Linked DNA regions of Podarcis muralis: region 1 is linked to region 2. Evidence: chromatin contacts called from public Hi-C data. All regions are on one chromosome and are shown on one strand. Each heading gives the region's core, a stretch centred on a gene start, on an enhancer-like site or on the middle of the called end of the contact. The rest is flanking DNA. Distances are from core to core; before and after follow the strand shown.

Region 1 (6,826 bases), core at 3,497-5,996, 180 kb before region 2:
CAGAAATAAATGGAAGTTACAGAAAGTGCAGACATAAAACCAAATGACATAGTAAATATGAACTGTACAGAAAAGAAACACATTTAATTTGCACTTTAATGCTGTCTGTATTTATACTGTAAGAATTCCAGTCATAATACTTTTCTATTTCACGACACTATTTTCAGTGAATTAATCTATTGTTGAAACAATCTATTTTCTCCTACTTCTGCAGATTCTACTATACCTATCAATTAGCTTACCTTGATCAGTGTTCAAGTCATGCATTTTTAACTGCCGATCCAATCCTCCACTCCAGGCATGTGTAGGGTCCTTCAAGAGAAGAAAGTTGTTCACTTATGTTCTATATCTGTACTCCAAGGAACCAACAAATATTTGATAAAGGCATTATTTTTGCTTTAAAAAGTCTTATCCAACAGTGTCAGCAAGGGATCGACAAACCATGACCCTTTCAAAGGCATACATATAAGAATTTGGGATGGCGCTGCTCTCCTACTGCCTAAATACCCATTTTATTTCCACAAGAGAACAGGGCGACTGAATGACAACAGTAGCACTACCGCCAAAGGTCACCCACAATGGTTACTATAACTGTGGGAAGAATTTGAACCCCACCCCTGTGCAAGGGGCTTCAGCTCCTTCACTGGGGCAAAAGCTACGCACAAAATTATGAAACTGAAGATCAGAAAATAAATTCTGTTATTAAATGTGTTTGACAACGCTAATGTGATATTGCTTCCAAAATAATTAATGTTGATAAAATCCTGCAGCGTAACTATTATATAGGAATGAAATACTGTACTTGACTAGGCAACAAAAAGATCAAAAGACAGTGGATGACATCCAGTGATGTCCACCCAATTGTGCAGCAGACTTCTGCTCACGGAACAAAATGCCCCATTTTTGCCTATTATCACTACCACCACATTCTCTTCCAGTAGATTGGCAGACCCTCCAAAGATGATATTGGAGATATTCAGGGAGCTACAGAGTGGAGGACAAAGCAGAAGTAATGGATGAGCAGAAGACCACTGATACAACACAATTTTACTGGTTTCCCAATTTTCCATACAGGCTTATAATCAAAATACGTAGTTTTAAAAACAGAGCTGTCAATCAATTGAACAATTCTGTTCAGCCATCTGTCTTAACCAATTAAAATTAAATATTAACCTGCTGCACTGGCTTATTACTAAAAACCTCAGTAAGGGTACCTTTAAAAAAAATGATGAAGATAACCTCTATTTTTAAAAGTTTTCACTGGTTGCTAGAGAGCAAGACTATCTTTAGCATTCTTTTTTTCATTCCCCATTACAACAAAACATCAGGCCCACACAAGCATCAAAACAAGCTTAACTTGCTTAACTTAAGGCATACTTAACTTAAAGCTCAATCATTAATAAAAGGCCAGGCTAGAGAAGCCCATGTGCAATTCCAAAGTGTTTCTGAGCACAGAAAGGGTGGTGGGTTGCTCCAGAGGGCCTCCCAGTCTTCAAGAGGTAGTTTCTTGTCAGATGGGAGGAGCTGAAAACCCTGTCCATGCAAAACACTGTGCATGACACTTTGGAATCCAGCCTAAAGACTTCAGTAACCTACTAATTAAATCAGTTACACCTTGTAACCCCTTCTTATAACTTCAATAGTAAAACACAAAGTAGTAAAAAAGACTTACATAAAAAGCACAGTCAAGTACAGCTCCTGTATGTTGATACTTGAGTCTCATGGTGTTGGCAGGAACATCATACAATCGAACAGAAGTGTCCCAAGATGAAACAAGCAGAAACTGAGATGTGTTAGGACTAAATTTCACTGATGAGATTCCATCTTCCGGTGGTTGGTTCAACTTAAATTCATTTGACCCAGTCATCTGAATAAGAGAATACAAAAATTATCTATAGATTATTATTTTTTTCTATAGTATCATTGGTAGATTTTAAAGAGAAATTACAACAACAAGAAAAGCCTGCTGGATGGGCCACTGGCACATCTGGTCCAGAACTCTGTTGTCAATATGCAATATGCTGATGACACCCAGCTTTATCTGTTGATGAACAGCCCCTGACTCGGCCCTGGACACACTGAACAGATGTTTGGAAGCTGTGGCTAGATGGCTGCGTGAAAACCAATTGAAGTTAAATCCTTCGAAGACAGAGGTCCTCTGGCAGGGTCAGCACGACATGGGGTTTGGGGCACCTGTTTAAGGTGCTGGTTTTAACCTTTAAAGCCCTATATGCCCTAGGACCCTCGTACTTACAGGACCGCCTCTCCTGGTATGCCCCATGGAGGACCTTACGGTCTGAAAATAATAGTATCTTGGAGGTCCCGGGCCTTGAGGCTAAACTGGCCTTAACCAGGGCCAAGACCTTTTCGGCTTCGGCCCCAGCCTGGTGGAACCAGGACCCTGCAGAACTTGACATCCTTCCACAGGCCCTGCAAGACAGAGCTGTTCCGCCTGGCCTTCGGTCCGGGCACAGTTTGACCCCCCTCTATGGGACCCTGTAAGTTACCTCTTTGGCCCTTTTATTGGCTCATGTGGGACCAACACGGATAGCTGGCCCTGATGAATACTTGATGAATACTTGAGGTTTCCAACCCCTATAGTTGTAATTTGTGGGCAGTCATTTAATTTCATCCTGATTCTAATTTTTAAGCTGTATTTTAATCAATTGTCTGATTGTGTTTTAATGTATTTGATATTTGATGTTAGCCGCCCTGATCCCGGTCTTGGCCAGGGAGGGTGGGGTATAAAAATCTACTTACTTACAAGTACAGTCATACCTCGGCTCCCGAACGCCTTGGGAGTCAAACATTCTGGCTCCTGAATGACTGAAAACCGGAAGTGAGTGTTCCAGTTTTCGAACGTTCATTTGGAAGCAGAATGTTCAACGGGGCTTCTGCAGCTTCCGATTGGCTGCAGGAGCTTCCTACAGCCAATCAGAAGCCACGCTTTGGTTTTTGAACGTTTCGGAAGTCGAATATCTGGCAAATTACTGAGCAGCCTGTAATGTAACATCTTATTGGGGGGAGGGAGAAAAGAAATACCCCCATAACAGTAGAAATGTGGCCCAAAAAGAAAGGTGGGAGAAGCAGCATTAGCAAGTTCTGCTCTTGTGCATTGCTTATGCACAGGCTATTTTGGCTCTGAGAACATCAGTGCCCAGCTATGAGTCGTGAAGGCCATTCCCTGCAAGGCCCTTTCAACCTGGCCTAGGGAGCGGGGCCAAGACTCACCCAGCCCTACCAAAGAGGCTCCTGGTGAGACCAGAGGGACATCGCTATGCCTGACAACAAACCCTAATTATTGATTCTTTTGCCCCATCTTTCAGTGCCTGCCAAACAGCCATGTCATGCTTATGATAATATTTTATTCTCTTGTTAATTATGCTGTTTTAAATGTGCGTTTTATATTTGACTTCACTTATCAATGATTTTTTTTAACTTTTTGTTAAATATGTATTCTGCAGCTGACCTCCTTTGTAATGTTTTATTCTGAAATATTTCTGATAATATTTTAGTCTTGATAATTATGTTGCTTTGACTGTATACTTTATATTTGACTTTCTTCAGAAATGTTTGATTCTGGATTGTTTTATTGATGTTTTAATATGCTGTAAACTGCTTTGAGATTTTTCTTAAAAATATAAAGCGCCATAGAAATGAAATTAATAATAATCAAATAACAGCATATGGAGAAATCAATGTGCTAGTATAACTGATTCCATATTATACAATGTATCCAATACCCTTGTGGTAGTTCCAACTGCATCTCTTAAAATGTACACCATGGATGTGAGAATTCCCCTCTCACAGAAGCACTCTAAGGTTAAACCACTGCTTGTTTTCCCCTATCAAAGTTCCATGATCATGGGATTACACAAATTCCTGGAGAATATGTCCCTCATAGTCATGGCAGCCATATCAGACCCACCAGCTGAGAGCCTAGGTACCAGTTGCTAGGGAGCAAGAGTCACAGAGGGCCATAGCTGTCAACTTTTCCCTTTTCTTGCGAGGAATCCTATTCGGAATAAGGGAATTTCCCTTAAAAAAGGGAAAACGTTGACAGCTATGCAGAGTGCTACTGCTTGCAATGGCATCTTGTTATCTTAGAATCCTGCTTCCTACAAGACTGACCACTGGCCTGATCCAGCAAAGCTCTGGTATTGTCTTTTAACTTATCATTTCAACGAGCCTCGGCATTTACAGCACAAAACCTTACCCCATTGTTGTTAAATGTTTGACCCCAGAAGCGACGAAGGAACCTCGAGTATTGGGGGAGGATTCTTCTTAGGATGCCCCCTGCTTATTATTCCTTAACCCTATGTTATTCCTTATGAGATGCTTACACCCTCCTCCCCCACCCCAATTTCTCAGAAAGGGACGAAGGCAGCAAGGGCGCGCGGGAATAGGCGGGGGGGGGGGGTGTAATGGGCGTGGCCTGGAAGGAGGACCCGCAGCTCCACTTCCCTCCGAGGGTTTGGAGAGGCAATGGCCGAGAGGGAGCCCCCCCCCCCCCAGGCCGCGCGAGGACTCTCCGTCCCAAGGCGGGCGGGGGCGGGGAACGACAACAACAACAACAGGGGCGCCCCTATTACCTTGTCCTCCAGTTTTCCGACGAGGCCTCTCTCTCACTCTCACACGCAACCAACCGTCTTCCTCCTCTCGCCACGCGCGCGCGCCTCGAATACCGAGCCAACTCCCAACAGCCCCAGCTCCGGCGACCGCCTCGGCCGGCGATTGGTTAGTTTAAAATGACTGAACGGCTCGCGTACGGACGTACGCACGCCCGGCATGCTCCGCGAGGCAGCGTTTTGTAGCGTCGACTACAACGCCCAGCATGCAACGGGGTCCAAGTTACCCTTCCGTGGCCTTCCGCTGCTGCCCCCCCCCCCCCCATCTCTGCCTACAGAAGCCCCATCTGCTTCTTTGAGTCTTCCTTCTTTCTTACGTGCCCCTCTCCGGGGCAAACCCTTGTGCTCCTTTCGCCACGGGGAGGCCTTCGGCGTTAGAGCCAACTGTGAACACGGCTCTTGAGGCTGGAGAATGAATGGAAGCGGCTGCTCAAGCCGCACCTGTTTGGGCAGAAAGCAGGTCCTTTGTCGCCTTGATAGGGAGATGGCTCCAAATAAGAGCGCTTTGGATCTGGGTCGTGGTCCTACGAGCACAGCAACTCTCATAAAGGCCAGTGCTCCGTAGATCTCTCGCTTCCTCCATAAGCCCCCTGGTTTGATCTTCCCGTGTACACACCCGCGTCATCCCTGTATGCGGCAGCCCCGTCCACGACTCCATAGCAGTTGTGTAGCAGAAAACACACCGCTGCAAAACCTGCATCCAGCAGAGTGCCGAAATTTCTCTGCACGGGATTTTTTTATATATAGGTTGTTTTCAGTTCAACTCCAAATTAAAAAGTTTTGCAGCTTTGGCTTTAAATGTGTACACGTGTATGTATGAATACGTGAGAAAACTGGGGGGAAAGGGGAACCCGAGGCTTTTTAATTTTTTTCATTCCCTCTTCTTGATTATTTACATCGCGTTTCCTTATACTCTGGATTTCAACATTTAGACGTGCATGCATCATACACACACACTTTTGTCCACGTGTAACTATCATGATTATATTGATAGAAAGGATTCCTACCGAACTATTGCTGGAACTGTTTTCAGTATGTGTATATATCAGCTAAAATATTAGAATTTCATATCTAGAGCCAAGTAAGACACATGTATACCACATGAATTCAGAATACGAGCATTTGACTCTTCTTGCTAGGCTTTCCTGCTGTTCAATGCCTCTCGCTTTGAGGCAGCTTTCGAAATCCCTTCCTAATACCTTGAGTTCTTGGATCCTGACATATTTGCATAATCCTGTGTTCAGGACAAAGGACAATTCGCCTCTGAAAGGAAAGTCCAAGCGGTATCAGATGGAAATTAAACGCGCATGCTCTTAATAGCGAGAGCGATGATCATGAAAAAAATATTGTTGTAATAGCCCTGCCATTGATGCCTCGCGGTTGAATCGACGCAGAAGCAGCAAGTTGGGGATAGTTCCCGGATGGAGAAAGAAGATGCTGGGGAGATACTTGACGGCCCAAGGTTAATCAGTCTACCTCGCAGCTATAGCAGATTGCAATGTATAGATCTCATTGTTTCCCTCCTTTTTAACCTGCTAAATCCTTATGTGTAGTCATGCTTGCAATTAAAGCAGATTAATTCCATCAACCGTTCACAGAAGGATTTCAAGTTAACACACACCACAGTTCTATGCAGGCTGGCTTTAGAAATAAGCCTCACTAAATTCAATGGCGCTTACTCCCAGGTCAGTGGGTATAGGATTGCAACCCTTTAAAAAGTGATGGAAACAACGAGATCTATGCAATACTAACTCCTGGGGGCCGCTATGTCGTTGACTTAAGCTCGGCCAGAGTTTCCTCTACTATCCTGCGGTGGCTGAACACGCTTCCATAGAAGAGCCAAACTGCCTCTGCCTCTTCGCTGTATCGCCACTGGCCTACAAAACACTTTTTAAATATCTCCTGGTGTGTTGGACCAGTTCCAAGGTTTGCAATAATGCACAGGATTGATTAGCAATACGATTTGCAACGCGAGGATAAGGATTGCATGGAAACACCAAATGCATCCATTGCTCTTCCCAAAACGATTTTTTGTTTTGTTTTGCTTCACTGCGTGCGATTGAGATGGGCGACGGATCTGAGTTATGCAAACCGAATATATGCAAACACCATGCACGTCTGTGATGCTATGTGCTATGTGGGTGACAGAGAGGGGTCATTTAAAATCCAATAAACTTGTACTGAAATTCCACTTTAAT
Region 2 (7,453 bases), core at 3,360-5,859:
ACAAAGCCCTAGGGCTTTTTTTCACAACTAAAGTGAAAAACATCCGCCTTTTAGCCTGGAACATGTCACTTGTGACTGCAGCAAATATAGGATAGCGAGCGGAAAAGAGCCATTAAGACATCCTAGACAGTGTATTATTTCAGAACTGTAGCGCAGACACTGGTGGGTGGGGTGGAGATGTTGAAACAAAAGACCAAAAATCCACGTCCAGCCGATTTAGCTTTATTATGAGATGAGTAAATAAAGTATGACAGCAATGCTGTTGCTAAAGTTGCAGCCGTGTACTCAGCTGACCAGGAACTGCACCAGAATGATTTCATTTGCAAGTGGGTCCCCACCCAGCCTTAAAAATATATTAAAATTCCTTTCAAAAGCAACTCTGAAGATGGAAAGTGATGTACCTACAATGTAGAAATACTTGGCAGTGATGAACTGAGTTTTTTTAATCAACACATTTGTATGTTTTGTGTTTGTGTATAATTCCCAACCTGGCGCAGTGATGTGTTACCAGAGAAACAGGTCCCACAGAGCAGCCTAGTAGTCCCTGCCTTGAAGAATGGGGGGGGGGCAGTCAGATTGAGGGACAATCACTAAGATCCCCCCACCCCGAAACAATGGTGGTCAATCCATGGCCCTAGGCTACATTTTACATAGACTTTTTCTTAATTCAAAAGCCCTCTGCAACTTCGGACCTCTGACATGAGCAATCTCTCCTGGTAAGTCCACTATGCAAGGAAGAAGAGATAAAGAGATGTCAGGGAAATAAAGAAAAAGAGATTTACAGGGGGGGGGGAGTAAAAAGGGGTAACAGAGAAATGCTTTCAGATGCAGTGGCGGCTGACAGATTTCCTCTGAAGTAACGCAACCCTCTACAGGGGGAAAAAGGCTTGTCCACATTTGAACATTATTTAGCTGTTAATTCACCTTCCTCCCATTCAAATTAGACCAAAGTAGTCCACATCCACACGTATTTGACTTTGTATACGAGCAACTTAAGTCTTTCTTGTTCATACCAGTAGGCGTTGCCTTTTGAGTATGTCCCCACTGTCTAATTTGATGATTCTCTATTGCTGATTAAGTACAGTAGTGACGGGGAATCCATCAGATAGCTGTGTGCGCACCTTGGGTTTTCTTTTTCTTTTATCGTTGCCTAAGAAGTGTGCGGAGACACACAACTGTAAATGCACTTTCTTATCGAAAAAGGATTCACTTGAGACATTAGGATGGTGGCAACTGTAGAGAGAAATCCATAAACAGATCCCAACAAGGAACCTCTCCCTTAACATAACCCTATTTCAGGCTGCAGGGAGTGCAGCAAGGATCATATGGCACCCCTACTTCTCTCCCCTCCTGCAGCCAGACTTTTGCCATCACTTTCTGGGCCCCCAGAACTGCCATGACGGCAACATGCTGGGCAGCCAAGCTACCCACAGCAGTGGACATTTCTGAATTCTAATCCCCAGCATCTTTCTTTTCTTGGAGAAGTCCAGAAAGCCATCAAATCAGACTAAAAAGTGAGCGGTGAGAGCTCCCTTACTATAGGCAGAGTTATAGGAAGGTGGGCCATAGAGTTTGCCAGAAATACCTAACTGAAAAAAAGGCTCTTGGCTGTCTCACGCCACTTTACAGCACTCATGAAAGCTGGCAAAATGCTCATCAGCCTTACCTGGAGTCCAACATGGCAGCAACAACTTTGCAAAACCCACCTGGAATTACATCAACCCATTGGCTGAAGACCTATGAACTATACTTTTGCTCCAGCTCACAATAGTAATATATAAAAACCTGTTTCCACATTGGAAATTGGCATCAGCAAAATTCTCTAGAGGCCAGTGAAGACATGCAACTGAACAGTTCCGCTTCTCCTTTTGCTAACCACAAGCAGGCAGGAAAGATTTGTTTTTGATCTTATGACCGTTTGGTAAAATAAGGGCAGACAGGTTTCACATCTGGGGTCGGGGAGTGGCGGACTGTTCACTTCGTAGAATGCTAGAAGTTTGGAAACAGTGTTGCTATTCCACACCCGGTCTAAAACAGAACAGCAACGATAGGATAGAATTAAATTGTCTTATGCCTGGGAGCAACCACGGTGTTAAGAGGGAACACAACATGTCTGCATATCATGAGCACTGGCTTTTTATTTTTAGTGGGGAAGGAGGAGAGACACAGGCGGCAATTTAGGTAAATTTGCCTTTGCTGAAATTAGATGTGTGTTTCCATACGGGATCTCCGTTGCTATGTATAATAGTCTCTTTTCAACATAATGATGTGGTGATGATATAAAGTATTTTAGGCTGTAAGCCGAACTCTGAACCTCCATACCTGCAGGGTGCTGTGGAGAAGTGTAGCCACCACCAGATCCACAACCCGCACACTTACAGTAGCAATGGTATTACGGGGTGGGAAGGACCATCAACATCTGTGAGACTAACTCAGGATCTAGCAAAACGTGTGCTGGCTCTGCCTTACCCTTTCTCTACCCTCTGAACACCCCGCTTCAGGGCTTCCTGCTGGCAGGGATACACCAGTGGGCCTCCTGTCTGCACATGCAGCAGGAAGGTAGTTCAATCGGGAGAGCCAAGCAGAGGAGCACCTCCACTTAATCCCAGCCCACCAGTTAGGCATAAATCGGTTTCGATTAATTGCTCTGCCCCAGTGTAACCCTATGCATGTCTAGTCAGAGTTGTCCCACTGAGAACTATGGAACTTATTCCCAGGAATAAGTGTATATAAGATTGCATCCTCATGCTGTGTACACACTATACTGTTTAAAGCACGTTCAAACATAGGCGCCGACTCCATGGGGCTTGAGGGGGCCCGAGCCCCCTCAAAAATTCGTTTGGGGGGGCTCCGCCCCCCCAATAATCTCCGGCGCCCCTCCAGCAGAGCGCCATCGCCGCCCCTCCCCCAGCCCAAAATGCACAGGGAGGGGCGGGCTGCATGCCTCCTGCCCTCCCTCCCGAGCAAAAGCTCCACCCAATTTCCTTTGGAGCTGATTAATAGGCGCAGCACGCTCTCCCCTATTCGCTCACGAGGAGGCGGCGCCACTTTATTTGCATATTCATGAGCTTATTTATTATTCATGAGCTTTCCCGGGCCCCCCCAATATTTTTTTGTAAGTCCGCGTCCCTGCGTTCAAAGCACATTTCCCCCCTCAAAAAATTCTGGAGATTGAAGTTTGTTAAGGTTTCTGGGAACTGTAACTCTGCAAGGAGTAAACTGCTTTGGGGTGGGGGGAATGTGCTTTAAAGGTGTGTGTACACAGCCACAGTATTAGTGAAGTTCACTTAAAACATCATTATATCCCATTCCTGTATAAATGTCCTGCTGTTTCCATTCATGGTAGTTTTTGTATTATACAGTATTGCAAACCTGCACCAGTGACAATATATTCTACAACTAAAGATCAAGCAGGTGATTTATTTATTTTTAAAGATTTTATTAGAGTGCTTTTGTAAGCCACTATCTAGTTATACAAGCTTTTGTGGGGTCTAAAGATCAACAGCCGCTGCCTTGGGTCTACTTTCAGGACATGAAAGCTATCGTGCACCCTTTAGTGATGATGACAACAGCAATGAGAACATCTGCCAAGAGTGAGGCTTGATCCAAGTTGTTTCCTCTGTCACCTAGATATAGCCAGGAGGGGAGATGCTATGAGGACGATCTTTCTTGATTCAAGATACGGGACCCTGGTGAAGTTATGCCTTTGCTTTTGGGGCTACAGTTCAGATCCAAGTAAGAGTGGGATGTCATTGAATACATTCAAGACGAAAGTGGGGATTTTAGCTGGAAATTTTGGTTGTGTTTGTTAATACAGCTTATAGCAGGTGTCCTAATATATAGCTTGTATCACAATACAGAAGCCCATCTACAACATGGAGGTGCTTCTGTATAGCTGTAATTCGCCCCTCCAGTTTACAATTGCATGGATATATTGTTTGATACAGTGGACTACACTACAGGACTACCCAAATGCATTTTTTCTCTATATATGCACACACACACAAAAAAGCACGTTGCATTTTGGGAATGCACCGCATCACATTGCAGCCTTGCCCACCCACCCCCAATTTGCAACGGGGGAGGCTAATGACACTGTCTGATCTGCGTCGTAGGGTTGTCGCAAGGCACCTTTTCTGAGACCCCACGTGCAATACGGAGTGGGTAATCCTGGACAGTTTATTTCCCTCTTCCTAGCGCGAGCAGAGTTTGCTGAGCGCTGAAAAGCCGAATCTTAAATTTAAAAAAAGCTGAACAAAATACCCGAATGGTATTTCCCCCGCCCCACACACAAGAAGACCTGGGTTTCAACGAGAATGAACTTCTGTCTCTGCTTCTACTGGGGCGGGGTGCGCGCGTGGGGTGAGCAGGGCAGGATACGGCCAAATCCCTGCAACGGCTTCCTCCGTGGTCTCTCGTGGAGCGGCTCTCTCCGTTTCACCACTCAAACCAGAGGGAGCCGCGGCGTCGAAAGAAACCCGGTAATCTAGGCTGCGGGCAGCCAAACTTCGCCTTTTCTCTATGGCCAGCTTTCATCCTATCATATGCTAATACGTCTACGGTTGAAGCTGCGGAAGGGCGGAAGTTCCTTCGGGGAAGAACCGCCCGGCGAGCCCCCCGATCTTTGGAAGCTGAGTTCCCCCCTCAAGAACCGCCCTTCTTCTTCCCCCCCGCTGCCCGCGTATGGTCCCGCCGCGTAGCATCCTCTCGGCGCCCAGAGCCCGGGGGGCTTCCTGCTTGCCATGGCGAGCGGCAGCAGCCTGGCGGCGGTAGCTGGCCTCGCAAAAGCTCCCGCCGCTGGAGGCCCCTTCGCGCCCGCCGGCCGCCTGTCGGCCGCCTGCTCCTGGGAGTGCCGGGCGGACCTGGCGGGAGTCCTGCGCCTTGTCCCGGAGGGGGAAGCCGACGCCTGCGAGCCTCTGGGACCCCCGCTGAACGGGTGAGGAAGGCGCCCGAGACCCTGGTGCCGGGGGGGGGGGTACACACGCCCCAGGTCGCGGGCCTTCCTGTTCTCTGGAAGGAGCCCCGGGAGCCGTGGGAAGGAGGCGAGGGGCAGCCGAGACGTGGCCTCGAGGGGCTTGGCGGGGGGCTGCCCCTCTTCCAGACACCCCCCCCCCAACCCCCAGAATGACCGTCAAATGCTGAACAAGCATCAAAGCATTAAACAACCACAGAGGCTTCCGCGTCGTGACTCAGCGGGCAGGGTGTAGGTGTGTGTGGGTTTTTTGCACGAAAAGGATCCCAGGCTCATCAGTTCCCGGCGTCGATCCCTGCCTTGGAAACCTTGGAGAGCTCCTGCCCTCCAAGTGCAGACCCGCCGCTGTCAACTTTTTCCACATTGAACCCAAGCACATTGCACTTGGGGGACCAGCTTCTTAAATCTTTGGCCATATAGTTTGCACGGTTGCACTTGGCGCTGCGACCCAATTTGGATCAATTGGAAGACCAGTGGGTGTAGCAGCAGCCTGGCAAGAATACGCTCTTGTTCTCATTCCACTTTTTCAATCCACCCTTCCCCCTCTGGGGTAGCTTTCTTACTTGCTCTAGAACAGTAGTTCCCAACCTTTTTTTTGGCCATGCCCCACCTAAGCGTCTCTAAAATCCTGGTGTTGTGTCCCCACCCCCTGGTGTGACATATAATTCTTATTATTCAAAAAGTGAACTCCTATTCACGTGGAGGAAGCCTAAAAGGCCATTAACTTAGTCTAACTCATTCTTGAATTGTCCCGCCCCTATAAATCAAATTGCCCTCCTGTGGGGTAAGTCCCTTTTATAAGTTAGGTCCCGAAGTCTCAGCTCCGTTTTTCCATTCTGGCAACCTTGCAGTGACCCTCCACTACCTAAAACAGGGGTCCCAATTTACCCATGGTAGCTTCTGTTATTTTGGTTCAGCAGGTAGGTTTCCAAATCAGGGTAGTAGCCTGCTCTCCGCTGAGAACACAGCCAGGGGCTGCAGAGGGAAGAGGTTCTCCCAGCACTCAACTAATCCACTAGGGGTTCAGTGGACAGCACTGGGTTTGATGGGACCAGTGCTCTGAATAGGTATAAGGCAGTGTCTTGTATAACGTTTATAGGCTCCAAAGCTGAGTAAACCTACTTTACTTTTGAGCAGACGGCCAAAGTTGTAGTACAAGCTTTCGTGGATCCAAGTACGAAAGCTTATTTTACAGTGGCAGTGTGATTGTGTACATGCACCAAAGTAAGTATTATTTCACTTAGTGGGGCTTGCCTACAGATAAGTGTTACATAAAACCTCACAAGACCTTTAGTTGTTTTTGCTGCAACCGACTAGCACAGCTAGGCAGAGAACTCCTGGGTCTTTTAACAGTTTCCTCAGAAAAAGATTTTTCTTAAAGGTACTGCTCTCTCTCTGCAATGGTTAGCCGCAGCTACCAAAATCATTCTTTTTTTAAACCGTGCCTATTAATGGTAGCACTAATGAATTGCAGCAGCTACAGTGTTGAACTTAGATCTGAATTCAAGTCCTCGTTTTCCAAAGAAGCTCATTAACTGATCTAAAACAATAGTTTGACCAAGCCAACAATGGTCAGATACTCTAGTATCCTATCATTCAGACATAGAAAAAAACTGTATTTGAACAATGTGGCAACAACAGGGGTAGATCCAGTCCTGTGAGGTATGTCACTATTCTCTCATTTATTATACAGATGCAGAGTTTAAGCTATATTGGTGATTATATCTTACCGTGCAATCCTGTGCACATTCATTCAGAAGCAAGTCTTGTTGTAAGTCCCAGTGGAGTTCATTTGCACAGTGCAGTTGGCAACCACAGGTTCTGATCTCAATTTAAAATGCAACACTATTCACCAACTAACACTTGTAAGATGAGTATTTTAAAACACACACGCACACACTGTTATGAGCAGTTTGTCATTAACAAAACTTTACTGTTTAGTAACTGGAACTGTCAGTGCTTTGGCTAAATGTATAATTCTAGATGGACTTTCCCACCTTCTAGTGAGAATGTTGTGGTTCTTGAAGGACGATTACACAATGACAACGTAGCTCCATGCTTACTGTACTTGCACTGTGACCCCCACGGTTCAGAAGAAATTATTGGTCTTGGCATTGTCAGTGAGGCCCGGAACATGGAAGTCTACGTTGGTGACGAGTACTGTGGAACTGGGAGAGGAGCGAAAGTCTTTACTGGCCAACATGACAGGTCAGTTGTTTTCTCCTTTTTTCTCCAGGTTGCTGACATGTTAGTTTTATGTGGCACACTGAAAGGAAAGAACTATATGCATTCCACTTCACAAAAAACTTTTCTATCTAATCACCTGGAGGCAGCTCCAATGCAGCATAAGGCTAGCGTACCCATTTCTTACAAGAGAATCAGTTTTAAAATTGCATTTTTTTGAAAACTCAGGCATGACATTTCAAGGAACCGTGGATATATAGGAAGTTTCTTTTAAAGAATGGATGGGGAAACTGTTGT

What was found. A called contact is a pair of places that touch in the nucleus more often than the background predicts.
Region 1: a Hi-C map of tail shows a contact between it and region 2, with 2.0 times the contacts expected there. The contact joins the promoter of BUB3 here to the promoter of C6H10orf88 in region 2. A contact is called at or near these places in 2 of 3 Hi-C or Micro-C datasets (blood and tail).

Annotation. Positions count from the first base shown.
Region 1 is chr6:55,028,699-55,035,524 of rPodMur119.hap1.1, reverse strand. BUB3 (BUB3 mitotic checkpoint protein) reads right to left here and starts at 4,746. Exons shown (of 8, transcript XM_028730014.2): 1 at 4,593-4,746; 2 at 1,673-1,867; 3 at 243-312. The coding sequence starts at 1,867.
Region 2 is chr6:54,849,906-54,857,358 of rPodMur119.hap1.1, reverse strand. C6H10orf88 (chromosome 6 C10orf88 homolog) reads left to right here and starts at 4,609. Exons shown (of 6, transcript XM_028730033.2): 1 at 4,609-4,936; 2 at 6,977-7,180. The coding sequence starts at 4,743. LOC114597413 (disintegrin and metalloproteinase domain-containing protein 9-like) reads right to left here and starts at 4,422. Exons shown (of 19, transcript XM_077930331.1): 1 at 4,301-4,422.